2 separate regions of the Mus musculus genome follow, and region 2 is linked to region 1. Evidence: chromatin contacts called from public Micro-C data. All regions are on one chromosome and are shown on one strand. Each heading gives the region's core, a stretch centred on a gene start, on an enhancer-like site or on the middle of the called end of the contact. The rest is flanking DNA. Distances are from core to core; before and after follow the strand shown.

Region 1 (6,496 bases), core at 1,581-4,080:
TATTCCTGAAAGGCTATCTTTAATAAAAGAAGCAAAATTACATGAATTTTTATTAAAAATAAAATCCCATATCTTCCTTGGTAAACAGCCGTGGCACACACCTTTAATCCTAGCATTCAGGAGGCAGAGGCAGGCAGATCTCAGACCTAGAGGCTACTCTAGTCCACAGAGTGAGTTCCAGGACAGGCAGGGCTATTCAGAGAAACTCTGTCTCAAAACAATCAAAAAATAACCAAACAAAACCTTATGGTCATTTGTCAGCTGTGAAAGGAAAAGAAGGATTCTAAGGAAAAGATCAAAAGGCAGGAGGAAAAGCTGCAGCCAGGCTGTTTATTGGCAACAGGCCAGGTACATGGCACCCAGTCCCCGTGAGCACAGCACGTGGACAGATGTTAGGAGCTGACTAGTACTGAAAAAGTATGAGAGAACAGTTGGAAAATCCCAAGATACACAACCGGCTTCCAGTAAATAAGCAGCTTATCTGGCAGCAGGAAGGAGAGAAAGCAGGTTGCTCCGAGGGTGGGCGCTCGCTCTCTAATAGAGTGGGAGCCTCTCTGACTTTGCCCTTGGAGCTTCCAGGGCAGAAGAATAACAAGCACCTTGTTGTAAAGAGAGAGGCCCGTCACCTCGTCGAGAGCAGATACGACTGACAGAGCTGGTACCTCCCCTGACCCCTCCTGTGCTGCTAGCTTGGTGACTGGGGCAGCACACAACAGGTCACCTGCTTCTGATCCCTGGTAGGCAACATTAACACAGCCCCAAGGAAAACAAAGCTGCTACTGGCCAGGCTCCACTGGACACAGAACGTCAGCACTCAATGCATTCCTAAAAATCTAATTTTGTATTGAGAGTCAGAATAAAAAAAGAAAGCAAAAATGGTGCTTTTTTTTTTTTTTTCAAAGAAAAGCATAGGGTACTGACGCTGTGGCCTCTTGTCCTGCGCTATTTCAGGTTACAGAACACACAGGCTCATTTATGTGTCTCATAAAGTGGGATGTAAATTATCACAATCAATAAAAATCGAGCCACATTTTCTTCGAGCTCCAAGATAAAAATCCTGTCGTGTTGTTACGTTTCTTCTGGTTAGCGATAATGCTTGGTGATAGAGGCGGCATAAAAGCCAACGACCACAAGACCGTGTGCTTGGCACACTCACAACCACAGCTTGCACATAGAGGGATATGTGTGCGAGGGTGTGTAGCCACACACCCTTGCACACGTAGAGACGCTAACAGTGGCATCTACTGGTCCTTTATTTTTAAAGAGTATAATTTAAAATGGAAGACCCAATTCAACACACCCTTTTGAGGTTAATTTTATGATGATATTTACTAATGGATGGTTTTCCCCAGGCTTTTGCTATTCATCAATAATCATAATCATAGCCGCATACAAGCTAAAAACAGAGCAGGTCCAATATCGGCTTGGGTTATCTTGGCACAAATTCATCATTAGGGTGTTTAAGGCACAGTTTACACAAAGGGTAAAGCATCTATGGTCTTCAGAATCACACTGTGCAATTATTTTTCTTAAACATGTCATTGTAATTGCTACAATGATTTGTAAATTATGCAGGGCATTCCACCGCGAACTTCCAGGACTCAGAACAAAATAACCAAGGTTAAATTGTAAGATAAACTCTGGTCCTGAATTGTTTCATTTAGATACTTTCTCCCTAGATGGGCAAGGGTTTGTTTTGTTTACGCATCCAGAGCAGGGTTCCAAGCCCGCCTTCCGTGAGCGCGGACCATTGCCCTTCCTAGCGGCCCTCACGCTGTCAGTTAGGAGAGAAGACATGCAGGTGCTTATTTGCCCTCGACTTTGAAAGTCACAAAGGCCACGTAGATAGAGAAATTCAAAGCAGCAGTTCAAGGGCATCTTTGGCTTGGCGCTGTGCCCGCGGCCGCGCTCCTAGGTTCGGCGACGCCCGCCCATAGCCCGGGTGCTGGGTGAACACGGTTTGGGGCGCGGGCCGGGAGCGGTGAGGGCGCGGGGCGTGGGGAGGACGCCCGCCAGCACTCGCTCCCAGCTCCCCGCTCCCGCCCAGGCCCGCCCTTTCCCGGCACTATGGAAACCGCATTTTCCTACGCCAGCACGCCCTCCTCCTCTCTCCTATTACATCCAGAACAGGCGACTTCCACTTCCCGGGAACCTGACAAGTGAATGGCTCTGATGACGCCCCGGAAAGAGCCCACGGCCGGGGGCGGACGCCTGCGGAGGGTGGGGCGGGTTCCGGGGCGCCCCTCGATCGGCTCGCCGCCGGGAAAAGGCACCGAGCTGCCATCGACCCGGAGCTCGCGGGCAACGATGCTCGTAAACAAGCCGGGCCGCGCGCCTGCCACCCACAGCGGGCACCGCCCTGCGCCGCGCGCCCACCCCGGCTGCTGGGGTCCGACCGCCGCCCCGCACCAGATCCGACCTCCCGCCCCCGTTCCCCCTCCGCGGCGGAAGCCTGGGGCCAGTTAGTGGGACGCGAGGCGGGAGCACAAACCCCGCACCCGCCTTCTCCACGGCGGGCTTCCCGCCTTGGGTGGCATCGCCCCCGCCCGCATCCACAACGAGCCCCTGATTAATGAGCCCGGCCCGGCCCCCGCCGAGCCCCGGCCCGGCCTCGGAGAGGGGGAGGGAGGGGACGGCGGGAAACGCAGCCCGGTGTCGGTCCGCCTCCCCCCCCCCCCCGTGCCTCACGCTCATTGGTCCGTCTCGCTGTCCGTCGGGGAACGCGGCGCCAATGCAGGGCTGCGGGGCGGGGCGTCCGCGCGAGTGTGCCTGCGTAACGCAGAGTCACGTGTTGTTTTGCTCTTAGTTCAGTCACTCGGTGCGCGATGTGTTACTCACTGTGCGGCGGGGACCGCGACAAGCCCGGGTCGTCGTTGGTGGCAGCAGCAGCAGCGGCAGCAACGGCAGCAGCGGCCCCAGTGGCAGTGTGGGCCCCGAGTGTCCGGACGCAGACCGTCGTCGCGCAGTGCAGAACGGTGGCAGCAGACGGGCCGCGCGCGTTCTAAGCTCGGCCCCGCGACTCGGGGACCCCGACTCTCGACCCAGCCAGCCAGTCCCCGGGCGCCGCCCGAGAGCCCGGGAAGCAGCGGCAGCGGACAGTCGAAGCGGGGGGGTGGCCATCGCCCGCACCGAGCATCCTTCGGAGCGGCGGAGGGCCCTGCGCCACCGAGCCGCGCGCGCCTCCTAGCCCACCGCCTGGGCCCGGGGGACGCGCGCGCGTGGCCGGGCGGCCGGGCGACGGGTGGCGGGGAGCCGCCCCCGCCCGCGCCCCTCGGCCCTCGCCATCCCCTGTTCGCCCAGCCGGGCAGAGAGACCTGAAGCGGCGGCGATGGCTAGCGCGCCCCTGCCTGGGCCCCCCGCGTCGGCGGGCGGGGACGGCCCGAACCTCAATAACAACAACAACAACAACAACCACAGCGTGCGCAAGTGCGGCTACCTGCGCAAGCAGAAGCACGGCCACAAGCGCTTTTTCGTGTTGCGCGGCCCCGGCACGGGCGGCGACGAGGCATCCGCGGCTGGGGGGTCGCCGCCGCAGCCTCCGCGGCTGGAGTACTACGAGAGCGAGAAGAAGTGGAGGAGCAAGGCGGGCGCGCCGAAGCGAGTGATCGCGCTCGACTGCTGTCTGAACATCAACAAGCGCGCGGACGCCAAGCACAAGTACCTGATCGCCCTCTACACCAAGGACGAGTACTTCGCTGTAGCGGCGGAGAACGAGCAGGAGCAGGAGGGCTGGTACCGCGCACTCACCGACTTGGTCAGCGAAGGCCGCTCTGGCGAGGGGGGCTCGGGCACCACCGGAGGCTCTTGCAGCGCCTCTCTCCCGGGCGTCCTGGGCGGCTCAGCGGGCGCCGCTGGCTGCGATGACAACTACGGGCTCGTGACACCCGCCACGGCCGTCTACCGCGAGGTGTGGCAGGTGAACCTGAAACCTAAGGGACTGGGCCAGAGCAAGAACCTGACTGGTGTATACCGCCTATGCCTGTCTGCGCGCACCATCGGCTTCGTGAAGCTCAATTGCGAACAGCCGTCGGTGACGCTGCAGCTTATGAACATTCGCCGCTGCGGCCACTCGGACAGCTTCTTCTTCATCGAGGTGGGCCGTTCGGCCGTCACCGGTCCCGGGGAGCTGTGGATGCAAGCCGACGACTCGGTGGTGGCGCAGAACATCCATGAGACCATCCTAGAAGCTATGAAGGCACTCAAAGAGCTCTTCGAGTTCCGGCCTCGCAGCAAGAGTCAGTCGTCCGGGTCGTCAGCCACGCATCCCATCAGCGTGCCGGGCGCGCGCCGCCACCACCACCTAGTCAACCTACCCCCTAGCCAGACCGGCCTGGTGCGCCGCTCGCGCACTGACAGCCTGGCGGCCACCCCCCCAGCAGCCAAGTGCACTTCGTGCCGGGTTCGTACGGCCAGCGAGGGCGACGGCGGCGCGGCAGGCGGGGCCGGGACGGCAGGAGGCAGGCCGATGTCGGTGGCAGGGAGCCCCCTGAGTCCCGGGCCGGTGCGCGCGCCCCTTAGCCGCTCGCACACCCTGAGCGCCGGCTGCGGAGGCCGCCCGAGCAAAGTGACTCTGGCGCCGGCAGGGGGAGCCCTGCAACACAGCCGCTCCATGTCCATGCCCGTGGCGCACTCACCTCCTGCAGCCACCAGCCCAGGCAGCCTGTCCTCCAGCAGTGGGCACGGCTCGGGCTCCTACCCGCTGCCACCTGGCTCCCACCCGCACCTGCCTCATCCACTGCATCACCCCCAAGGCCAGCGTCCGTCCAGCGGTAGTGCCTCCGCCTCGGGCTCCCCCAGCGACCCGGGTTTCATGTCCCTTGACGAGTATGGCTCCAGCCCTGGCGACCTGAGAGCCTTCAGTAGCCACAGGAGCAACACACCCGAGTCAATAGCGGAGACCCCGCCAGCCAGAGATGGCAGTGGGGGCGAACTCTATGGGTACATGAGCATGGATAGACCCCTGAGCCACTGTGGCCGCCCTTACCGTAGGGTCTCAGGGGATGGGGCCCAGGACCTGGATAGAGGACTGAGGAAGAGGACTTATTCCCTAACCACGCCTGCCAGGCAGCGGCAGGTACCTCAGCCTTCCTCTGCCTCTCTAGATGAATACACTCTCATGAGGGCCACCTTCTCTGGTAGTTCAGGTCGCCTCTGCCCATCCTTCCCTGCGTCCTCTCCCAAAGTGGCCTACAACCCTTACCCAGAGGACTATGGAGACATTGAGATTGGTTCTCACAAGAGTTCCAGCAGTAACCTGGGGGCAGATGATGGCTACATGCCCATGACCCCTGGGGCAGCCCTTAGGAGTGGTGGTCCCAATAGCTGCAAGAGCGATGACTACATGCCCATGAGCCCCACAAGCGTGTCTGCTCCCAAGCAGATCCTGCAGCCACGCTTGGCAGCGGCCTTGCCCCCTTCCGGAGCAGCCGTGCCAGCACCCCCTTCAGGGGTGGGCAGGACCTTCCCAGTAAACGGAGGTGGCTACAAAGCCAGCTCCCCAGCGGAGAGCTCCCCAGAAGACAGTGGGTACATGCGAATGTGGTGTGGCTCCAAGCTGTCTATGGAGAACCCAGACCCTAAGCTACTCCCCAACGGGGACTACCTCAACATGTCCCCCAGCGAGGCAGGCACTGCAGGGACCCCACCTGACTTCTCAGCAGCTTTGCGTGGAGGCAGTGAAGGCCTCAAAGGCATCCCGGGCCACTGCTACAGCTCTTTGCCCCGCTCTTATAAGGCTCCCTGTTCCTGCAGCGGAGACAATGACCAGTATGTGCTCATGAGCTCCCCTGTGGGCCGGATCTTGGAAGAGGAGAGACTGGAGCCCCAGGCCACCCCAGGGGCTGGCACCTTTGGGGCAGCTGGTGGTAGTCATACCCAGCCTCATCACTCAGCAGTGCCTTCCTCCATGAGGCCGAGTGCCATCGGTGGCCGCCCTGAGGGCTTCCTGGGCCAGCGATGTCGGGCAGTGCGGCCTACACGCCTATCGCTAGAGGGACTGCAGACCCTTCCCAGCATGCAAGAGTACCCTCTACCCACAGAGCCCAAGAGCCCTGGCGAGTACATCAACATTGACTTTGGTGAGGCAGGTACCCGTCTGTCTCCGCCTGCCCCCCCACTACTGGCATCCGCGGCCTCATCTTCTTCACTGCTCTCAGCTAGTAGTCCTGCTTCATCCCTGGGTTCAGGAACCCCAGGCACCAGCAGCGACAGCCGGCAGCGCTCTCCACTCTCTGACTATATGAACCTGGACTTCAGTTCTCCCAAGTCCCCCAAGCCTAGCACCCGCAGTGGGGACACAGTAGGCTCCATGGATGGCCTTCTCTCTCCAGAGGCTTCATCCCCATACCCACCACTGCCCCCACGTCCTTCCACTTCCCCTTCCTCCTTACAGCAGCCTCTGCCACCTGCCCCGGGAGACCTATACCGCCTGCCTCCAGCATCAGCTGCCACTTCCCAGGGTCCCACTGCTGGCTCCTCAATGTCCTCCGAGCCTGGG
Region 2 (6,496 bases), core at 2,267-4,766, 490 kb before region 1:
CAAGTACCAGGACCCTCCCGTCTGTGTTTCCAGCAGCACACACCTATCAGCAGTTATTTTACAGACTGAGCCATCACTCAGGTCCACCTTACTTTTTGAGCCAGGGTCTCTTCTCAGGACCTAGGTCTTGTTGTTTATGCTTGACTGGCTGGCACTGAGTCCCATGGATCCCGTGGCCCCTCCCAGCACTGGGATTGCGAGCTCACAGCAATCACACCAATGCCTGACTTTCCATAGGGGTTGGAGATAGGATCCAAGTCTTCATGCTTATGTGGCGCGTGCATTACGGACTGGAGTATCTCCCTGACCTCGCCAAGCACATGCACAGCCCCAAGTGTAAGGACGGCATTGTAACCACCACCTCAACCACTTTTTATCAACTCCAAAGCCCACACAATGCGAAAACATGAGGGAACCTCTGGCAGAGAAAGGCCCCACCAGGCCTGTCAAGGAAGCTTCCGGCCTCAGTCCCAGGAGCCTGTCATGGCTAGCTACCTTCTGTCCTAGCTGCTCCCTCCCACCCAGACTGAGCTGCTCATCCCCCCCACCCCCCAGCACCTTACAAGCCACCTACATTCCCAGCCTGGCCTGTCTTCACCAGAGGCCCTGACAGCACAAGCCCTCTCCTGGATCTCCCTGGATCTGCAGTGGAAGACAGTCTGTGGCTGTCCCAGGAACAGTGGCATCTGAGCAAACTCCTGCCCTCCACCTCCCCCGGCCCCCGGCCCTCAGCATCTGCTCACCCATCTGAGACCTGTCCACACCTGTTATAAACTCCTCTCCTGCAAGCTCCTCCTATCACTCTGGGCAAAAGCATGCTGTCTCAGTCTTTGTGGGTGAAAAACAGATGTGTCTGGCTGAATGCTTAAGATCATACTGCTCATTAACAGCTAACTCCACCCACGTACAGATGAGGAAACAGGTTCCAGAGCTGCTAGGCAAAGCTGGCACCTTTGGGGCAAACTCCTCCATCTTTGGACCTTTAGAGTTGTTCCTTCTGTTTCAGCTAAAATCAGGAGAAACTTGCAGAGACAGCCGGGGTCACAAAGTCATTATGACTTGGACAACCAAAATAATGATTCATTAAGCATGCCTAGAAATATTTATGTTCGCCATGTTTCCATTCTGACCCCAAAATGAGCACAGCAAGAAGGGTTTGCTTCTATCATCTTCAGCCTCTGAGCTTGGACCCCCTCACTTTTCACTAAGGAGCCCAGAAACGTGTCGCATCCTTCCTTCTTGGATACCCTAAAACTGAGCATGCTTAGAAAAGTACAGCTTAAACTAGGATGTGCCAGCCCCTAAAACACATTAGATCTAGGAACAGGAAAACCCCCTCCCCCAAGTGGAATCTCCCCACTTGTATGCAGGGAGGGGACTGCTCTGGGAATAACTGCAGCTGCGTCCTTCGGACCTGTCTCCAATCTTTATCTCCTGGCTGTACTTTCTGACTCAGTGCTAACCAAGATGTGAATTCAATGTGTTCCACTACACCATGTTACCAAAATGCTGCTAGCTGAGGGCCAAATAACTTGTTCTTTAACCAATGATTCACCTGACTAACCAAAAGAGCAAAAATCTCTCACATGGTCTCTAAAATCATTTGGGAGGAATTAAAAGAAAAAACAAAAAACCTGTCATGAAGTTATGCCAAATAAAGTCCAAACCACCAACCAGCACTGCCGCCCTCACCTGACTCCACCCCAGTTCTTTGAAACAGGTGCATCTACCACAGACCACTCCTACACTTCAAGAACACTTCAGTTGTGGAAGGATGGAATGTTCTAAGACAAGGGGTATTTTAGGGAGTTTAATATTTAATATTTACTTATTTTAACTTGTCCGTGGCCTAACATTCTTGTAACAGGCAAACTTCCCAATTAATATCACTAAGTTAACACACCCCTAGTTATGGTTAGTATTTATGTTAACTTGACACAACCAAGAGCCACCTGGGAAGAGGGAGTCTCAGCTGAGGACAACACAGATCAGTTAGCCTGTGGTATGTCCGTGGGGGGCTGTCTTGGATTTTGATTGATGTGGGACCTGACAGGAAGCAGTGCCACTCCTGAGCAGGTGGCATTGGGTGACAGAAGAAACAGAGCTACACCATGGTCTCTGCTTCAGTTCCTGCCTGACTTCCCTTAAAGATGGCTGCGACCTGGAAATACAAGTTGAAATAAACCTTTTCCCCACAGGTTGCTTTTGGTCAGGGTGATTAACATAGCAACAGACAGCAAACCAAAAGTCTGCACCCCACAGGGAGAGAATGCTAAGATAACACCTGAGACTAACAAGCATTTTCCTGCTTTGCTGTCACTCAACAGTATGTTGCTCTCTGTCCTTGACGATGAATCTGTTCCACAATAGGATGCCGTTGGGATACCCTGACGAGTCAGGCACTTTGTACCAAGACAGAGAGCTCGGTTAGTAAAAGGCTGGAGGAGAATCGACTAGATTTTCCGACACTTTACACTGGATCACGTTTTAGTTGGCTTACTGCCACTCCTGGTGGATTTATCCCCTGAAGTATTAAGAGAGAACTTAAAATGTAAATACTATTGACTTTGTCGCCAAGACTATCCAGAGTCTGGAAAAGCAGGTCGAGCCTGTCTGCATTTTGTTGGCGTAAAGAAACCATGGCTGAGGAAGACAACCATGGCTTCTGTGCCCCAAGGGCTTTAAGTTAATGTGAAGTCTAAGCCGGAGCATGCGACAGCAGTCCTTATATTAAGTGAGATTCACTCTAAGCACCGTTTTCTTTTCTTTTTAGATTTATTTATTTTTATTTATACAAGTACACTGTAGCTGTCTGTCCTCAGACACACACCAGAAGAGTGCATCGGACCCCATTACTGATGGTTGTGGGCCACCCTGTGGTTGCTGAAAATTGAACTCAGGACCTCAGTGCTCTTAACCGCTGAGCCATCTCTCCAGCCCAGCACAGCCAGTTGAAAGGTCTAAAGCCCAGAACTCTACCAGGTCTTTGCCAGACATTTAGCAAGTCAATCTAGTAATGAAACCTCAGTGCGCACAAAGAAAGGCAATTACCAAGAGAAAAACAGTCTCTAAATAAAGGGTTATTCAAAAGCCTTTCTATAGGTGTGGCAAGTCGAGCCAGTGTGTGGACGCGATCCAGCTCAGGAAACGGCCCGCATCTCCTGCATAGGCCCCCAATAACTCGGGGGAGCGGGGGGAGCCTAGTCCTCACGCAGGCCGGTCCCACCGGCTTCCCGGCGCTGAACGCGCAAGCGCCAGGCAGAAGCGACCCCGGCCGGTACCTGCGTACAGCGGCGACCACTGGAGCGCGATCGCGGCGGAAAGCAGCGCCACCACGGCCGCCGCAGCCCCACAGGCGTGAACGGCCATCCGCGGGACGCCCGGATCGATCTTACCTCCCCCGCAGGCGCGGATTGCCACACAGCGGACTCCCATGGCGGTCCAGCGCACTTCCGGGTTCCCAGGTGTCCCCGCGCGGACGCCGGGCCACCGCCATTGGTCTTCTGGGCTCCGCCCGGCGGCCCCAGCTTCCTGCACCGCCGGAAGCGTACTCCGGGTTCATCCCACCCCCAGGGTCAGCGTCCATCAATTACCCTCCGCTTACTCCGCTTGACCAGCGAGGCACCCAATCCGGCCTGGCCCCAGGTTAAGCGTTGTGGTAGCCGGCTCACTGAAGAACCTTGGCGGTTTAGGGACCTATTTCTTTTTTATTCTATAGCGTTTTGTTCGTGAACTTGATGGTTCACGATTCCCTTGGAGGTCAGCTTCCTTGGCAGCCTGTCCATAGCTGTGCTGCCCAACTAGATGATGTCTTTGGCCCTGGTGCGTCCCACAGCTAGGTCTAAGGCTTAGCATCTCTCAAACCATTTTCTGGCCTCGGTTCCTCGAGGTCTTTGTTGTCTCAATAGTAAGATAGGCAACCTCATGGTTACAACAGCTTACGCCCCCAAACCGGAAAGCATCCTGACTTAGTTCTTTCATACCCATGCCTCTTGTGCCTTTGATACTGCTTTTGACCTGTCTTTGATACTTCCACTTGTACCCTGTATGAAGCCTGGCTGAGGACAGTAGCCGCCTGGGTTGTTTTCTACAAAGTGACACAAACCGATGGCCTAAGTGTATAAACTGGCGTCTTGACCTCTCTGTGGTATGGCTAACCAAAGGGTTTTTATTGTAGATTGAGACAGAGACAGAGACAGAGACCAGACAGAGGCATCTGTGAGAGTTCAGAGCAGAGAGAGAAAGAACTAGACTGGACATGGCCAGGGCTATCAGAGAGGGGAGAACAGCAGGAGATGAAGGATATATAGAGAGAAGCAGAGAGAACACACAGCAAGAACAGTAAGGAGAATAAACGGGTGGGGTGGGCATGGGAGGCGGTGAGGTGAGAAGGTTAGCATGGACTTTGAAACGTGTAGCAGATAACTTGTGATACTGAGGGAGCCTGGAGGGCAGCATGAGCTTTGAAATGCTCAGAAACACCACAGGTAGCTATTTATGTATCTGTCCTTTCTGCCCAGAAGCCTAGGGGAAGCAGCTTTACAAATTCCTGAGGAATGCTAGCTTTTATCTAACACCCAGGAATTCTGCAGTCCAGGTTGAACTTATCTGGATGTTTGAACTGCCCTTTTGGAGTTTGGAGAACTGGAATTTCCTTTAGACCTAACGTTAAAGAATATTCGACCCTTTGACGTTGTGACACTATTGTTACACCGTGTTACTATTGCAGTAATTTTATAGGGTTGTTGTGACACTATTGATAAAATGTGTTACTGTTACAGTAATTTTATAGGGTGTTTCTGCCTGTTCTAGCCCTTAGAGATGCTCCTGAATAAAAGACACAGAAAACTGGTTTTTTATCAATAGGCTCTCAGTGCTCTGTGGGGCAGATTCTGAGCTTGTCTAACCTACATCTCAGCCTTAGGTCCCATGTTACTTGCCAGCTGAGTCTTGCTCTGTTTGCTCTCCTCCATATGTGTCCTTGTTGCGATAAATCTCCAATCCACAAAAGCCTGGGCAATGAAAACACAACTCAATTAGTATGAATACATGCTATGTGCCTAGACTGGGCAGATCTACCACTACACTACCATCTTCCCCATAGAAGAGACCCCTTAGAATTTGCAGTTTCTCCAGACCAGGCGCTTCTGCTCCACTTTCCTTCTTCTTCTTCTTCCTCCTCCTCCATCGTCTCCGCCCCCTCTTTCTCTCCCAAAACCTTCAGCTCCACCTTCCCCTCTTTCTCCGCCCAATCACTGGCTCTAGCCTTCATTTATAAATTAAGGTGGGTAGAAGGTTTATAGGAAATCACCTGAGTGCTGACTCATTGTATGTTTGCAGCCCCTCACAGGAGAACAGAAAGTTCTGAGACTAGACAAGGCTGAGACAAGTTCTATAGACAATTCAAAAAGCCTCAAAGGGAGCCAAAAATGAATATTTTGGCAAACTATAGAGTATCAAAGGCCAAAACTAATAATGCTAGTAAACAATATTGAGATTGAAGGAATGGTTGACACTGGAGCAGATGTCACCAGTATCTCTCCAAAATCTTGGCCTGTAAGTTGTCCACTTCAAGAAATAGACATCTGAGCCGGGTGTGGTGGCGCATGCCTTTAATCCCAGCACTCAGGAGGCAGAGGCAGGTGGATTTCTGAGTTCGAAGCCAGCCTGGTCTACAAAGTGAGTTCCAGGACAGCCAGGGCTATAGAGAAACCCTGTCTCGAAAAACCAAAAAAAAAAAAAAAAAAAAAAAAAAAAAGAAATAGACATCCAATTTCAAAGACTTGGGACCTTAACCCAAAAAAGCAAAGTACCAGATGGCTTAAGTGTATAGGACCAGAAGGTCAGGTAGGAAAATTGAGGCCATGTGTGGCTGATACAGCCATTAGCTTATGGCAAAGAGATCTATTACAGCAGTGGAAAATGGGAAACGTGTTATGCTTGAGGAGAGGTTATGCCTATGTCTCCACAGGAAAAGAAAATCTGTGGGTTCCTTCCAAGTTGATAAAAATCAGACATGACAAAGGGAAACCTCCTGAAGACCTTGGCGACAGAGAAGAAAAGGGAAACTAACACAATCAACAAAATAGGTGAAGTATATGTGGTGAAGTTTACGTCTCTGTATATGGAGACAGCTCTGGAACCGGCTGAGGCTAAAATGTCTGTATGCACACGATAACACTTATAGGATACAAATTTCTCATAATTTGTTATGATATACTGTCCTTTATGAGGACAAGTATCCAAAGTTACATTACAGATTGATTATGTGATCAAACTAACCTGAAGAAAGGTAGTCGTCTTTCTTTATTGATCTTCATTGACCAATCAATCTGTGCACCCTGCACATACTGTGTGAATGTCTTTACAGAACTACATGTTGCTTTTAAGTTTTATACACTGCAGGATGAAAGAAGAGAAAGACATCCCTGAAAAGATTTACACTTCAGGATGCTGGGATTCTGGGACCTTCCATTCCAGCTTGGCTCTTGGCTCC

The links. A called contact is a pair of places that touch in the nucleus more often than the background predicts.
Region 2: a Micro-C map of embryonic stem cells shows a contact between it and region 1, with 5 times the contacts expected there. The contact joins the promoter of Naxd here to the promoter of Irs2 in region 1. A contact is called at or near these places in 4 of 484 Hi-C or Micro-C datasets (CD4 T cells, Sertoli cells and embryonic stem cells), 2 of 115 datasets of contacts at active chromatin or transcription factors (memory CD8 T cells and microglia) and 1 of 9 other capture datasets (liver).

Annotation. Positions count from the first base shown.
Region 1 is chr8:11,005,263-11,011,758 of GRCm38.p6, reverse strand. It overlaps Irs2 (insulin receptor substrate 2), which reads left to right and starts at 2,830. Exons shown (of 2, transcript NM_001081212.2): 1 at 2,830-6,496. The coding sequence starts at 3,329. It overlaps 9530052E02Rik (RIKEN cDNA 9530052E02 gene), which reads right to left and starts at 3,909. Exons shown (of 5, transcript NR_046017.1): 1 at 3,748-3,909.
Region 2 is chr8:11,494,526-11,501,021 of GRCm38.p6, reverse strand. Naxd (NAD(P)HX dehydratase) reads right to left here and starts at 3,516. Exons shown (of 10, transcript NM_001190357.1): 1 at 3,396-3,516. The coding sequence starts at 3,435.